Regions from separate parts of the Xenopus laevis genome. Here region 1 is linked to region 2. A link is a contact called in public Hi-C data. All regions are on one chromosome and are shown on one strand. Each heading gives the region's core, a stretch centred on a gene start, on an enhancer-like site or on the middle of the called end of the contact. The rest is flanking DNA. Distances are from core to core; before and after follow the strand shown. Region 1 holds the start of ski.L (SKI proto-oncogene L homeolog). Region 2 overlaps ski.L (SKI proto-oncogene L homeolog).

Evidence for each region. Hi-C and Micro-C count contacts between places; a contact is called where the count stands out from the background.
Region 1: a contact with region 2 is called in a Hi-C map of the XTC cell line, with 4 times the contacts expected there. The contact joins the promoter of ski.L here to the enhancer-like site in region 2. A contact is called at or near these places in 2 of 4 Hi-C or Micro-C datasets (the XL177 cell line and the XTC cell line).

Annotation. Positions count from the first base shown.
Region 1 is chr7L:94,829,786-94,834,655 of Xenopus_laevis_v10.1, forward strand. It overlaps ski.L (SKI proto-oncogene L homeolog), which reads right to left and starts at 1,680. Exons shown (of 7, transcript NM_001090643.2): 1 at 684-1,680. The coding sequence starts at 1,607.
Region 2 is chr7L:94,781,069-94,786,416 of Xenopus_laevis_v10.1, forward strand. The region is part of intron 1 of ski.L (SKI proto-oncogene L homeolog); the gene reads right to left. Among protein-coding and RNA genes, the nearest start is that of ski.L, 48 kb to the right of the region's middle. Within about 2 kb of position 3,218, at least 1 of the 7 cell types and tissues checked has an H3K27ac peak or open chromatin away from gene starts, as enhancers often do.

The DNA.
Region 1 (4,870 bases), core at 430-2,929, 47 kb after region 2:
CCATGCATGGCCATGAATCTCCTCGCCTCGTGTTAAAGGTACAGACGCTAGCGTAGCTATGGAGTGCCCACAGTGTGATTCCTGTTCTACTCTGTATGTAGGTTTTGTCTTCATCTCACTATCAGCTGGAAATGGGGGCGACATACAGTAATGCCAATCAACAATTCCGCTGGCGAATGCCAGGAACGCTCACATGAATTATATAAATATATATATATCACAGAGAATAGAGGATTACAAACAGTCCCATAGGCAGGGTGGTGTATACAATAAAGTGGTACATGCCCTCTAGTATACTTCCTGTACAAAACACGGTCACTTGGGAGGGTACACAGTTAAAGGCAAGGGCACAGTGATAACCCAGATTTGGGAATAGCTGGGGCAGAAATACTAGTTGTACACCACACAACAGCTGGAGGACATTGAACACAAACCATTATAACCCTGCAACTCCCATCACCCTTAGTGGGATAAGGTTTTTAACTCTGGAGCTCCTGGGACAAAACCTTTAGGAGCAGCGACTTTTTGGAATGAGCACTGATTGGGAAGGGAATAGTAATTGCTGCTATAAAAGGCCAGGGGGGCAATATTGGCATTAATATCACATGTATGGCTTGGCCCTTAGGCAGGACAAAGTCACAGCACAAAGTAATTAGCCAGGTGAGTCTCAGACCGTCACTTACCCTGACTGCTTTCCTCTTGTATTTGTTGCTGTAGTCGAACTTCTCCTTCATCTCATCCAGCAGCCGACCCAGCCTGGCCTGCTCGTCGTCTCCCCCGACCCCATCCCGGGCCAGTAAGATGTAGGCCCTCCAGTTGGCCGAGTCGAAGCCCCAGTGGCAAGTCCGGTTCTCCAGCGCCTTATGCGAGTGCACCACGAACTTGTGCGGCGGGTACATGAGGCGACAGTCCAAGCACTGGATACAGGGGGCGCTGGGGTGTCCGTACAGCTCGGGCACGAACAGGCCCCGACACTTTCCGAAGCACTCGTGATACACCTTGAAACTGCTCTCGGTCAGCTCCAGCTCTAAAGGTCCCGGCGGGAAGTCGCTCTTCTTGGCGCAGCGGGGCGGGTAGCTTCCCCCGTACAGCAGGGCGTTGCACAGCCGCTCGGCGTCCGTCTTGGTGATGAGGCCACAGGAGGGCGCGGAGAAGGGCAGGATCCCCATCACCTTCAGGATCTCCAGCTGGTCGGCCGTGCAGCGGGAGCAATACACGTGCAACTCGTCGCACACGGCGTTGATCTGCTGAAGGCTGAAGTCCCGCAGCACCGAGTTGAGGATCTGAGGGAGACACAGTCGCTTCTCGCCCCCCACCACAAAGCAAGAGATGGTCTCTCCCTCCAGAATAGTCTCGCACCTCTCAGTGGAGCGGTCCGACGGCATAAATAGGGGACCCCCGGGGATGACTGGAGGCGGCTGGCTGGGCAGATGGAGGATGGGCTCCGGGGGCTCCTTGCCGCTCTCCTTCTTGTACAAGTCCTGAGCCCAGCGGGCGGAGAAGGCGGCCGGGCCGCCCAGAGAACTCATGGAACTCAGATGGAACTGTTCCAGGGTCTTCTGGAGCCCGGGATGGGGCTGGAAGCTGCTGCGGCTCACGGTCTCCATGCCTAGAAGGTCCCGGCGGCAGCAACAACAACTCACTCACTCACTGGGCAAGTTCCGCGCTGATCAATCACTCGATGGCTCGGGGCTTTACTTGCAATCCGCACAGAGCTCAGTCCATACACGTTACTGTCTCACTGTCCTGTCTGATCCCCTGGCCAAAGCTTCAGTCCAGAGATACGAGGAGGCTGCCCATAGCGTCCCACTCAGTCCCTCTCACTCAGTCCCTCTCTCTCAGTCCCACTAATGTGTCTTTCCGCTGAGGAGTCACAAACGCGCCTGAACTTCCCCTCAGTACAAAGCGTCGGTGGAGGGGTTCGTGGGAAGTTGCGGGCGGGACAGACTCACGAGTTCCCCGTCATGTTCCACTGCTGGAGGTTAGGGAGCGAGCAGGGCTCTTTCTCCCAGACACACAGACTGCTGCCTTCCCGGTGCTGCTCACTGCTCGAATGGCTCCTGCACTCTGTCTGCACTCCCCCTCCCTCTTTCCCTTCTCCACCCCCTTTCTCTCTGTTTGTTGGTGTCTGCCTCAGTCATTGAATCCCAGCCAAGAATGTGACCAACTCCCCAGGCTGTGGCTCTTCCAGGAACAACCTCCACCCCCTTCCTCCTCCTCCTCCTGCTGCTGCCGCTGCCTCTTTTTTTTTTCTACTGCAAAGCGGAAAAAAACTTGTCTGTCGAAGGCAAAATAAAACTCGTGGTTCTCGTGTGTGAAACCGCCGGCTTCAGAAGCGGGAGGGTGTTTTACTTTCTCCTGTCACTAAACACGCAGTACAATGAGGTCATGATCAGCAACAGGTCAGGAGACATTTCTCACATATTATTCCACTAAATACTGCCATTTCCCCAATCATATTCCTCTACAGTGTCCACTGGGTCGTTTACAATTTCTGTGAAAAATTCTATATATTTGTTTTCAGATGCAAATGTATATATAAGTTGGACTGTAATTGCACAAGCTGCAGATCCGTACAAGGTGCAGGGCCACACCATGTCCATGTCTGGGAACTCGAGGTATAAAACCCTAAGGATGAATAAAAACACCCATATGAAAGATTCCCAGAGCTTTAAAGCCACGTGACATTAAAGGCAATAGCACATGGGACATTTCAGTGCCCACAGGCAGGTCCAGACTGGGATTCAAAAAACAGACCCTGGTTTATCCAGTACACAGAAGCCCAAAACAGCCCCCACCAGCCCAATAAACAGTCACTGTCCCTTGGCATATTACAGCAGCCCCTCTTTCATTTGCCAGAACCCACAGATTGCTAGTCCAGGCCTGCCCACAGGCAAAAAACACCTACCTATTGACAACCATTAGAATTCTGGCATCCTTGCGAATACTTTATTTCGAAAAGATGCTCCTGTTTGTGATTTCATGTGTAATGCAACTGTACTGCAGCAATGTAAATGTTCATCTATAGGAAGTTATTTTCAGACTTTTTTGTCGTATGTGAGTTGCCCAAGGTGGTGGGATTCCGTGCAGCCTGGAGCTGAGTAGATAGGGAACAAGTGGTGGCGTTGCATCTGCAGGAAGGTACAACACACGGATCATTGTGAAGGTGACCATACACACACAGATGTTATCATACGAAATAACGTTTAATGCGATATTCGGCGGTGGGAGGCAAGGCGGGCGCCCGAACATTAATGCTGAATTCTCAGATAGAGGTAGAATTCTATTGTTTCTACCTGCATATCTGATGATTCAGCTCTTAAAGCGGTGGTTGGCCTTTAAGTTAACTTTTAGTATGTAATAAAATGGCCAATTCTAGCAACTTTTCAGTTGGCCTTGATTTTTTTCTTTTTTACAGCTTTTGAATGATTTGCTAACTTCTGACTTTTTCCAACTGACACTGACTCCATCTAAAACACAAATGCAATGTAAGGCTACAAATCCATTGTTATTGCTATTTTTTATTGGCTATATTCCTATTTGGGTTTTCACCCGGACAGCCCGGTTTTCAGGATGGCTGTCCGGGTGAAAAGTGCCTGCCCAGATCACCAAATTAGGAAATCCAGACGTCTTTTAAATAAATGGCTTGGCAATTGCAACGTCATAACCCTGTACCTGACATAACGGACACACCTCTAAAAAAAACTTCCCCCTGTCCAGTCTCCCTGCAAAAGGTGGCAACCCTACTTCCTATTTATATCCCATTCTCTTATTAAATTCAACACAGGGTTTCTAGGGTAATTTGGACCCAAGCAACCACATTTCTAAAACTGCAAACTGGGGAGTTGCTAAATAATTCAAAAACAGCAAATAATAAAAAATGAAAACCAATTGCAGATTGTCTCAGAATATCACTCCCAGCTTAATTCTAAAGGGCCCATTTATTAAACCTCGAATTTATCTGGTCGAGATTTTTAGGAGGGAAACAAAACATTTTTGTGGAAAAATAAAAACCTTGAATTTTTAGATATTTATTATACCCCAAAGCTGCTAAAAATTCGATTCCAACTCAAATCTGTTAATGTCATGTAGAAGTCAATGGCAGATGTCCCTGAAGTTGTCTCTTGACATCCAAAACTGCCCTGGATAATCTTATAAAGTTTTCACAGTGACTATTCAATAAAGTCTTGTGCAAAGATAAAATAAATGTATTGAAGCATGCAAGAAGGGAATTCCACATGAACACAGTGTACTGTGGCCTTATATTGTACTCACTGTTATATAAATAAACATGTAATAGACATAATAAACTCACAAACTCATAAATGAAGACCTCATAAAGACCTTCAATTATGCACACACACACAAGTGTCTGTATGTATATATATACTTTTTCCCCTAACTGTACTGCATTCAGAAACTGTGCATTTGCCAAAACATGGTGAAATATTTGATGTACCTACACATACAATATATTCTGGTCCGGTCTTGGGCAAAGGATGGTCTGGGTCAGCGGGGCCCATGAAGACCTGGGCCCACCGGGTTTTTCCCCTGTGCCGGCCCAGTCTGAAACGCTATGACAGACTATAAAATGGTATTCTACATTACCTTGTTTTTTTAACAAAAAAAAAAAGCTAAATATCATTACATCTACTATAGAAAGGAAAATGTGATCCAGGCCTGAACTGTAATCTGTACCATATTAAACTAGGCTATAAAGGAGGCACAACAACAACACTAAACAGAGCGCTCAGGTCAAACAGATGTATAGTTGTAGTGCCCATGGCCAATACTATATCAATTATAAACCTTGCCTTTCGAAGAAGCAGTACAATATGAAAACATATGTAAAGAAACATAAGGGAAATAA
Region 2 (5,348 bases), core at 1,968-4,467:
TTCAACAGCTGGAGGGCTACAGGGATTACTTGTCTGGGACACTGTATTGTTTATCTGGCAGCCCTGAGAGTTGGTTTTATTGTGGCAATTAATGCTCAGGAATGTCATTTCCAGGTTCAAGGGGAAGCACTTTTCAAACTAAGCAGATTTCCCAGTGATGAAAGGATTTGCCTGGGTCAAAATAATGATCAAATCCCAGACAGATCGTTCAGTCCTTGCAGGTCAGGCTGCTGTATTAAACCTCCCCTTTCAAGACCAATTACATTTAATGTCTGCTTCCAGGACAGAGGGAAGGGGCTGATGAGCTGAAGGCACTGCTAAAACCTTTTAACATCAGACATGTGCCTGCAGATTAGAGCTTCAACAAATACACATACAGCTGGAGGTGATTTTGATCCCCAGTATTTTTAAGAAATTTAAATTGGTGTTAATATTAGTGTTTCCACAATACAGCTTGCAAAGTAGTTAACTTTACACCCAGTGGAGGGAAATTTGCAATTTCTTTTTTTACTAAAGTTTAACAGCACACATATACAGAGCATAAGCTATTACAACTAAGTAACAACTATATTTGCAGACCTCTGGCTTTTGTGGAATTCTAATTCTAAAAAATAAATAAAAAAAAATAGTTTATTAAATTACATCTAGATTGTAAGCTTTTTCAAGCAGGGCCCTCTGATCACATTTTTAATTTTGCAACTTGTTTGTTAAAATATTGCAAGGCCCTTGTTTATTTAAGCACTTTATGGATATATGAATGATGAGGATTGTTTTAGTTGTCAGGGCCACCAATGCTCTACTTTGGTGACAACAGTTTGCTTAGAGTGGTGCTGTATGATCTTTAGAAACCCATCCAACTCCAGGTCGGTCCATACACGATGATGATGCCAAGTCATTAGGAAACCGGAATACTTTTTTTGAACAATAAACTAATGTGTGGTTCCCACCCGTGACCCAATGGTTTCCAAATCAAGAGAGAGTTAGCTGGTTGCACTATGAAGCTAGATCTCTTGTGGAAGGTTTTCCAGGAATGTGTTTATCTCTAAAGGGTTTGTAGTACAGCAGGGAACACTGGCAAGTACAAACTCCAAGGCAACAAGGCCGCTGTTTGCATATCATCACCTTGAACTCGAAGGCTGCCGTTACTAAAGAGCAGACCCCACCTACACAAAAGCACACAACGAGAGTAAACCTAATTTTGCTGACAAGGGATTTTAAAGCAAAAACAAACTTTACAAAATTTAAGAGAACTATAGGCTATATTAGTCTACGCTCAGAGCATTCTTATATATGGAGAGGGAAATAATTTGCACACCTTGCCTGAAACATTCTAAATAGAAACGCATTGAATTTAAACATTACAAAGAATTCTGGGGCCCCTATGTATGCATCCAGAGAAATGTTAAGATGCTTGCTGGGGAACTTTGCAGGAGCCATTTCCCAAGAGATCCCAGTGATTAAATGAATAAGCTAGATGTGCACAATTATTGGCTGTGTATCCTATCAATCAATGTATGCCTTCCAAACACCGAAAAGCTACATTTTAAGGGATCCAGTTTCACTTCTGGGCCACCAACCACAACTGCAAGGTCATATCTAGAAAAGAAAAAAAACCCGACATTTGCTAGGCTGCACAAGACATCTCTGTGCCTGAATCAGTCCTGCTCAGCCCCTTCCAAGCAATTTGTCGAGCTCTGTTAATAAGGGCAATGGTAAATCGACCAGCATTAAGCAACTTGCCTAGTGTGCGTTCTCAATGAAATCTATTCTTGTTTGCAATCCAGGGCTTTGCAGAATAAATCTACAATGTATCGTAGACTACAGAGGGAGCATTCATTCTGATATTGCTGGAGGTTCCTCTGACCCTTGCTGGTTGGGATTGTGTAAATGTGCTTCCTGAAGAGAAATAGGGCAACTATAAATTCTTTCACATCAATGCAGTCCTGCTAATGCAGTGCTGAGGTTGTAGCTTTTTCCCTGTCCTCCCGTTCCACTTTGCCTTATGTCAAATCAAATTACATGAACAATCAATTTTTCTGTCTAGCCATTTTTTTCCCTGTACGCTTGCTCCTTGAAGGGGGTGGAAGGGAGGGAGGTGGGTGCTTGGGAGTCTTGCCAGAGATTCAAAAGGTTTGGCGACAATGTGGCCTCTCTTTACTTTATTCCTGGCTACCCTCCAAAATTCACACCTGCACAGTACCCATGAAACCCTACTAAAAACTTCAGCAAGGAGTGTTAAATGAAATTAGATTGGCAGAGAGCAAAAGGAGGACTCCAGCAGTAAAGGGATACGTTATAATTCACAAAGACCATGCCTTTTCTTCTGCTGCTTCAATAAAGCCACAAGGAAGTGCTGTCTGGGACAACCTATAATTATGAAAATACTTCTAACATTAAGACCAGGACTAGCAAAAGGCAAAACAAATATAACCACATACAGATTAGCATTTATTCAGGAGATCATGTATTTGTCGAGTCTATTTTGTGATCAGCAATATAATAATGCAGCACCATTTCCCCTTATACAATGAAACATATTATTCTCTCCCTTACAGGAACTAATTCAGCATTAAAAGTGAGCTGTAAATTCCATTCCAGACAGATTATTTAAAGGAACTGTACACTGCTTCTCTGTGTTTGCCTGTACTGGGCAGATTTAGATTTTGCACAACATTTTCAACAACAGTACTATCAGTTGCACACTAGGTGTTGCTGTTCCAATTGTGTCTATGATGAATGACAGCCAAACAGTGGAAACATAGAAAACTGCATAATTAATGGAAGCACTTTATGTTGAGAATTGCAGTGTATTTATGTGGCATGCAAACAACAAGCTTTTACACAACTGCCAAATTTGACCAAAAAAAGATAAAATCAATTAACAAAAAGTATAAAGAACAAAAGCATAGACACATGAAATATCTAAAGACAACATCGAAACAAACAAAAAAAAGTACACTAGGGAAACTAATGAGGAGCAGATCTGATTTACTGTGAAGTGAAGATGCTTTGATATTGCATGCTTTATAGTGAATGTACAAAATGTTTTGCTATCGGGTAGAAAGAGAAGCGGAGGAAAACAAACTGCCCCATGGGATACTAAAAAGCATAAAGAAGTTGTGGCTCAAAAGGAAAACATGCGGGAACAATGCACCATGGAGAGTGGAAGGGGTGAGAAGAGGTCAGTGGCTTTCATGAGTGTTCTAGTGGGCGTGCACAGCTATGAAAGATGGTTGGAGCCCATAAGGGTCATTTCCAGCCCTGTTTCTGGGCTGGAGGTTCAATCCGAGGTAAATGGCTAGACAAGAGCCATTAAAACAGAAGCCCTTTTGAAAAAAGGACGACACTAATTCTTAACTCTTTGTTCAAGCTGATGACCAGATACAATGAAGCATGGGGAAAACTTGCTCATAACAAAAGGCACAGCACAGGATTCAGTTCTTCACTGCTCTTTCTCTGCCAACTAGCAATGAAAAAGCATTCACATTCAATGGATTCTGGGTAGGAATATGTGAAGGGCCCATTCTAAAAGAGAGACCCATAAAATAATGTAAGTCAAATTTAGGAGGCTTAGATCTGGGAAAAAAACAGTATTAAGCAATGTCATATATGTGTAAAATGTAATGTGAAATGTTTGGTTTTAAATAATTTGTACATGAACTGACAACAGTGCCTGTTACTGGATCTTAACTTTTCAAGGGATAACTGGGAATAAAAGAGTGCAAAAAAGCCAATATACAGTCAAATAAAAATATCTTTTTTTTTTTTTTTTTTTACAGACAGCATTATAATACTGTCTTCTGAGTAAAATAGACTTCTTTATTCAACGATTACAAGAGGAAGGAGAGCCTTTTTCTTAGATTCTAAAGCTGTTTAGCCTCAGACATTCCAGAGTTGTTACACCCATAGTTGCGGGGTGTACATGCTAATGGATTTTTGGCTCCCTGCCCTTCCTTACAAAGGATCAATATGAAACAAGCAAAGTTTTCCATCCAGGATTAAAGGAGATGTTACCCAAGATGAGAAAGGCAGCATGGAACACAGGATGTTGTGGTCACAACACTTGGAAGGGTTATATACTAGGAATCCAAGTTAATTAAAAGAGAATGCTTTAATATGAACTTCAAGGAAGCGTGGCTCTTGTTTATGGCTGCCCAGCTTAAATGCACTTTTATGACCGATAAAAAAAAACAAAAAAAACTAAAGAGACCTTAAGACAAGGTGTCCGTTATTAGACACAGACAAATGCTAGCTGGCCATGATTGTGAAATAAAACTTACACAACGTATAGACTGTTAAAGCAGCACACAGGTCTCATCAACATATGGGGCACACATTTGTATAATATTCTAAATAAATATAATGAATCTTTAAGCAGATAAATATTACCGACTTCAGTGTCTAGGAACACAAATTACATGTGTTAGCCATGCCTAGTAAAGCCATATATCATTCAGGTCTAACTGGTTAAAGTTAACATATAGCTCATAAATGTATCTTTTATTACTTTATATGTCTAACATGATTTATTATAGATTAACGGAAACGCCTCTATGACAACATGAACTGCTTACCTTGCAACCAAAAAAAGTGAATTGACACGGCCCCTATTCAAACGTTATGGTTACAAACACACAAACTATGTGGGCATCATCATCACTTCATCAAGCTACAATAAACAAATGCCCAAATGTAAAAAGTGTGACAAAAAGATGGACAAATCAGCAAATGGTTTACTCTGGTATTTTAAGCCTCAGTAAAACAGCTCTTGGTGAAGCCTTCCATACAGCATAGGTAGCACTGCCTATAGTTAGAAAAGAAGTGGGAAGCTTAATACTTAAAGGGGAACGATCGCGAAAATTAATTAATATAAGCTTCAGCATACTGAAATAACCTTTCTAAATATATTCAATTAAACATTATGCAGCGTTTCTGAAATAATCAAGTTTATCTTCACTATTCCTCTCTCTGCATCTGTTTCTCCTCATTCTGTCTTTATGTAGGAGTTGGGAGTCAGATGAATGATCCAATACATCTTACAGGGGGGCTCCTTTTGCCTAAATGTATTAGAGCTCACTATTAAACTCGCCAGAAATCCTGTCTCTCTACATGCAGAATTTGTGCAAAAGGCAGTTATTTTGTTAGATTTTGTTTGTACTGGAATCAGTTATTTGAGTGAGCTCTAATTCATCTGCTAGGAAAGGGAGCCCCCCCCCCCCATAAGATATATTGGATCATTCATCTGACACCCAACTCCTGCATGAAGACAGAATGAAGAGAAACCGATGTGGAGAGAGGGATAATGAATATAAACATCATTATTTCAGAAACTGGGAATTTTTAATTGA